Regions from separate parts of the Triticum aestivum genome. Here region 1 is linked to region 2. A link is a contact called in public Hi-C data. All regions are on one chromosome and are shown on one strand. Each heading gives the region's core, a stretch centred on a gene start, on an enhancer-like site or on the middle of the called end of the contact. The rest is flanking DNA. Distances are from core to core; before and after follow the strand shown.

Region 1 (3,236 bases), core at 199-2,698, 61 kb before region 2:
GGTGCTAGATGACCTCAACCGTCCCCTCCGAGGTGGTAATCTAAGATGATGGTTGAGATGCCACGTCGAACCCCATTGTGCAGAAGCACATGGAAGAAGAGGTGTGTTGTGTGCTGCTGTGAAGCGGTGTCATCAAGGTCAATCAAAGCAGATACAGGGGCGGCTACCCTGCCGATTCCCTCGCAAGGTAGCTCTCTAGCATGCAAACACATCTTTCTGCATTCCCTAAGATGTTTCCTCCTTGCTGAAATCCAGGTACTGTCAATCAAGAAAGTAAAAGCATAACGTTAGCCATAGAGCAATCTGTAGTGAAGACAAACCATTCCGAAACTAGAAGATTCTTCTATATGCAGAAGACGGAAAAAATTCCGAAATTAGAAGATTGTTCTATATGCAGAAGATGGGAAAATAAATCTCTTCCGCATACAGGACCACAAGCATATCATACCATAGAAAGTCGGAAACGAACGAAAGGCTAACTTGCGTCCCTTAGCCGGATTAAGAGGGGTCTAAACTGCCATCAGATGCGTCCCTTAGCCGGATTAAGAGGGGTCTAAACTGCCATCAGATGCGTCCCTTAGCCGGATTAAGAGGCGTGTAAACTCCAACCAGATGCGTCCCTTAGCCGGATTATTAAGAGTGGTGTAAACTGCAACCAGATGCGGGTGTCCAAACTTGTATGGCACCTAGCTGATGGATCTGTTTCTCTCCGCGCATAATAACCAACCTATCACGCCAAAACTTTCTCACTGCCAAAACAGAAGAGACAGCATCCGGAAACGCGCATCTAACCAACCAAGTAGCAAATTAGGTAACTCGCACGAACGAACAGCAGGAGAAGGAGAACGATTATCTCTACTCTGTATGTAGATAGAAATCTACTGCGAACTCCTGAGGAGAAGTTGTTTCGGAGACCGCACACGCACCAAACCGACGAGCCCCCTAGACGACATGTTTCGCGCACACGCAGTCGCAGATGAACCACTACCGTACATACGGACTGCACCGGAACAAGGACAAAAACAGGGAGAAGGGCGTGAGCGAGTCCGTACCAGATCCCGGCGGCTCGCGACGCGAACGGAACCGCGGCAGCAGCCGCGGCGGCGGAGTAGATCCCTTCCCTTCCGCCGCGAAGAACCGGCGGCGCTCGCGAGACGAGGAGGCCGGCGGGGTCGGGCTAGGGGAGGGAGGGAGGAGGCGGATGCGTGGGCGGCGGGGCTGGGGGACGGCGGAGTCGTAGCAGATTTGCCCGAGAGAGCTGGTTGGGGTGGGAGGCTGAGTTTGTTTCTTCTTCCTTTTTCTAGAGCCTGATGCGGGGTGCGGGAGTGTGTTGTGCGGCGAAAGGTTAAGCTTGAGAGGCGGCTCCGTTTTATACGCGCCGCGGCGGCCAACCCCCCGCGCCCCGCCCGCTAGGGATGGATGGATCCGTTCTCGCAGAGAGAGAGAGGGGGAGAGGGGGAGAGAGATATTCCTCCGCCCCCACCCACCGCCCGCCGCTGTGGGCCGGTAAAATTACGCCCCCGCGGGGCCCGCCAATAATGCGCTGGCCTGTCCGCTGCTGCGACGGACGGACGGACGGACGGACCAAATTAGATCGGCCCGCTGCACCCTCCCACAGCCCCACGGCCGCTCTCCGCCGTCCGTCCCGTTCGGCCAACGAACCGGGTTTCATATGCATGGATCCCGTGCCCGGTCCTCGTTTTACGTGCGTCATGGTGCTCTCCATAATTGTAGGGTCACAGGGAAAGATCTTTTTGATGGACCCCCGGCTGTAAATTCTTGTAGATTTTGCAGTAGAGCTCTAGCTGGCCGGAGCGAGCGTCAATGGCGCAGATCGAGCTAGATGGCGATCTGCCAGCTTCGAGATTGAAGCAGCGGGGAGTAGTACTAATGGTGAATGGCGAAATCGAAAGTAATTACTAGCGCAAGATTTGCCCGTAAGAAGAGTAATACTCCCTCCTTTCATCTATATAGGACCTAATGCGTTTTTAAGGCTAATTTTGATCAAATATTAGATCAATAATATATGACATGCAACTTACACAAAGCACATCGTTAAATTCGTGTGTGAAAGGAGCTTTCAGTGATATAATTTTCACATTGTGTATGTCATGTACTATTAATCTTGTCAATAGTCAAAGGCGGTCTTAAAAAACGCATTAGGCCCTATATAGATGGAAGGAGGGAGTATAATAAATGAATAAAAGATGAGCAATGTACAACATCAACGTTCGCTGCGACGTGCTACGGCCCGACGCGGCCCCGCGCCGTCCGATCGGCGGCATGCAGGTCACGGTGATGCCATGGCTAACATGGGCTCGTACGGCCCGTTGCGCAGTGGCGGAGCTATGTGTAAGTCTGGGGGTGCTGTGGCCCCCCCAATTTTGGACCAAACTATGAAGATTTTTTTTTAAGGAAAGGGCTTAGATGAGAATTTTTTAGCAGTTTACACTCTCAAACACCCACGATTTAGCCTTGGCCCCCCAGCAGTTCCTACCTAGCTCCGCCAGTGCCGTTGCGCCTTAGTAATCTCCAAAGGAAATTCTGCCACTGAGGTTTACGTAGCACGTGGGAGAGATCGAGCACGCACGAATCGGTCCAGCCATGTGCAGACCGCTCAGCGCTTCGTATCAGCGGTGCGCGCAGGAGGAAGGAAAGCGAGAGGGAGGAAGAGGCCAAAGCAAAACACGGCGCCTTGCTTTCAAAAAAACAGGGCGCCTCCTCGTGCCCGGCTGTAAAAGCCCACCTCCCATCGTCCCGGCTAAGTTAGGCACGAAAAAGCGTCACGGTCAGGACCAACAAACGTACAAAACCAGTGGAAATTGGGACGTCCGATCCTCTCCCACGCTCGTAAAGGTGTGGGCTTGCTTAGAATAGTGGCATTATTCTGGTCATCTGGTGGCTCGCTTGGAGCCTTGCAGCCCATGCATGGCATCAAGAGACCGGAGGCATATATGCGACGATATGCATGCATGTGTTGTTGCTCGATCCGTCTCAGGGAGACTCCTTCCAACAGACGGGCACGGCATCAATGATACTATATACACTTTTTAATGATATCCTGGCACACAGAGTGGTCGATGCTGCTGCTAGTATTTTAGCACGAATTATGGAGGCTAGAAAATTGTCAAATCATCCCCGGGGGCCGGGACGGACGGCTAGGCTAGAACGGAGCAGATCGCTTTTTGGAGAACCAATGAGACATGAGACATAGAATATGCGTGCACTCCGGCCGC
Region 2 (2,863 bases), core at 260-2,759:
GTGAAACTCCCGCATCAAAAGTAGATTTATTTAGCTTAGCTAGTGGCGAATGGTTGTCAAACAACTTTACAAAGTAGTATCATTTGAATATTCTACTTCATAATATCTTCACAAACAAGGAGTACAAGTTTAACAATTCAATACTACCATGAATTATGAAGCTTAGAAAAATGTCGAATCATGAGCGCTTGCCCCAGACTAGCTAGTGTACCCGGTTGCTTTTGGCGCGAACCAACGGAACCAACACACTCCCGTGGATGCAACGTGACGATGTTCCTGACATGGTATCCTAAACTACACCTGTCGTCCAGCTGGTGGCTTCCTCGAGCCTAGAAGAGTAAAGTGCCAAGGGTATCACTCACTGGTCATGAATTCACGATGCCTAATCCGCCGTGTTGATTCACCCGGTTGCAAAAGCCGTCACGCCTAATGTCCATAATGGTGCCGTACGTAGCTGTTGATGCCGATCATTAGACTACGATGGAGATGCACATGTGAGACGTCTGGATGCATGGCTTGCCGCTTGTTGAACGAACATCGACTGTTCATCTGGTGTATCATTGTACACGATACGCACCTCCTGTCTCTTCGTAATAATAGAGAAAAATAATTGCACGTATCATGTCGCGCGTGCATGCGATGCATGATTGAGAACGTCGGGCCCGGGAGGTTTACGTGGCATGCAACATGGCTTGCATGCACGAATGCATGAGAGTTGGAATTAGTGACACGACACTGCATATTTTGCATGCAACTACATATATAGTCAAACAAGCATTTGGCTGTAAATATTCCTAAAAAGTTCCTAGTAATACAAACAAAATCATGCTTGCAAATTTGTTTTTGTGTGTGTGTGAAATGATTGGGGTGTTCTTTACCATCGCAAAAAGTCTATTCAAAAAACAACACTGAGTTTCTCCGCAAAAAAAAAAACAACAACAACACTGAGTACAAAATAGCAAGCAATAGGGTTAGAAAAAACTAATTCAAATATATACAAACTTGACCAGACCTTATTTTAGCAATGGCCGCATTCATTAGAATTATTTTATAAAATAAGTATCAGTTCAACCTACATGTAGATTACTATAGGTGTGAATATCTTAGTGTTTTTTTAATAACCAACAAATAAGAAAATGTTTTTGGCACTAGGAGTAGTGGTGCCCAACCAAAAATGCTAGACGCACGGGGTGTTTTTACGGAAGACCAAGATGAATTTTTGCACATATGCTAACCAATTTCCAGGCGTTATTTGTTTTCATTCAAAAAACAGATAAAGTGGTGTTTTTGCTTGCGAATGGATGGACACGACGTACGTGCAAGATATACCGCGAATGAGATCCATTCTTCGCGGGAGATTCTACACCACGAAAGATATACTAGAGACCAAGGAGAGAGTGACGCGCGCATAGCCATGCCCTACTTCGAAAATGAAGCTAGAGAAGGACCATCTTACGTCGTGGTCACCGGGAGCTATATTTTCACCGCGCCATCGGCCACACCTGGACTCTCTCCCCCCAGGGTGAACGGGACGCGTCCAGTGACTGCAAACCCACGCTAGCCGCTACCTACACAATAGTTTTGCCTGGTCAAGCCAATCAGAAGGATATGCATAATTGGAGTGAGATTCCAAAACTTGGAGCTCTCGTTGTTGGTTAAAGTCTCTCTACAATTCTTGTCACACATGGCACTCACGTCTCCCTCGAGCGCTCGCCGCCGAAGGGTGAAGGCCCTGTGTTGCTTCCTCCGTCGTCCGCGGTGCTTTCCCCCATGACGCGGTGACGCCTAGAAAGTGCCGCTGCCGCAGTTGCGGCCACACTCAATTTGTCCCCTCCAGGACCGATGAAGTCGTTGTCAAGCCTTTTCTTTTCGACACTGTCGCCGTCTTCCAGCCGGGTTAGTTCCAAGGCGCGGTAGCCGCGCAAGGGGCTCGCGGTTGATTGTTCATGGCAGACGAACGGAGGTGGGTGCAAGCCGCCCTCGCATCTGTGCTGCTGCGCATAGGGGTGGGCATTCGGTTCCCCCGAACCGAACGGTTCGGTGCTTCGGTGTTTTTGTTTTCTCGGTTCCCAGGAAATGTGGACCGATCGGTCTCTTGCATTGTCTTCCTCAAGGGCACTATGGAGAGCATGGAGGCACTGAGAGAGATCCTAACAAAGTATGAAAAGGCTTCGGGGCAGAAAGTTAACTTGTAGAAGTCCTCGGTTTTCTTCGGTAAAGGCAGCCAGGACGAGTCCAAGGAGCAAATCATGCAAGTTATTGGCATTCGGTCTGAAGCTTTAAGTGAGCGTTATCTCGGGCTACCAACACAGGTTGGGAGATCCAAAGATGGGATGTTTAAGCATGTAACAGAGAGCTCGAAAGGAAAAGTTAGCGGATGGAAAGGGCAAGGGCTATCCATAGCAGCAAGAGAAGTTCTCATAAAATCTGGGCTCCAATCGACACCAACCCACACCATGAGTTGTTTTTGCCTCTCAAAGAAGATGTACCGGAACCTGACCTCAATTTCCTCGAAATTCTGGTGGGGCGCAATGAATGGTGAACAGAAGGTTCATTGGATTGCTTGGAAGAAAATGTGTGCTAGCAAACGAGAAGGAGGAATGGGTTTTCGCGATCCTGATGCTTTCAACCAAGCTTTGTTGGCTAAGCAGGCTTGGCGCATCTTGCAAGTCCCATCCTCCCTGTGTGCAAGAGTGCTTAGGGCACGCTACTTCTCTGATAGTTCGATAATGTCCGCTACTTGCCCATCATCCGGCTCATATACGTTCCAGAGCATTTTACACAGAAGGGATTTGCTAAGAGAAGGACTGGTCTGGAGGATAGGAGATGGCGTGAAAAATTAACATACATCACGATGCTTGGA

Evidence for each region. A called contact is a pair of places that touch in the nucleus more often than the background predicts.
Region 1: a Hi-C map of leaf shows a contact between it and region 2, with 4 times the contacts expected there. The contact joins the promoter of LOC123043693 here to the enhancer-like site in region 2. A contact is called at or near these places in 4 of 5 Hi-C or Micro-C datasets (leaf and an unstated tissue).

What each region holds. Positions count from the first base shown.
Region 1 is chr2B:99,437,826-99,441,061 of IWGSC CS RefSeq v2.1, reverse strand. LOC123043693 (CBL-interacting protein kinase 2) reads right to left here and starts at 1,448. Exons shown (of 2, transcript XM_044466224.1): 1 at 1,053-1,448; 2 at 1-258.
Region 2 is chr2B:99,377,012-99,379,874 of IWGSC CS RefSeq v2.1, reverse strand. No RefSeq gene overlaps it. Among protein-coding and RNA genes, the nearest start is that of LOC123043693, 61 kb to the left of the region's middle. Within about 2 kb of position 1,509, at least 1 of the 8 cell types and tissues checked has an H3K27ac peak or open chromatin away from gene starts, as enhancers often do. A contact at or near this core is called in leaf, where this site is marked.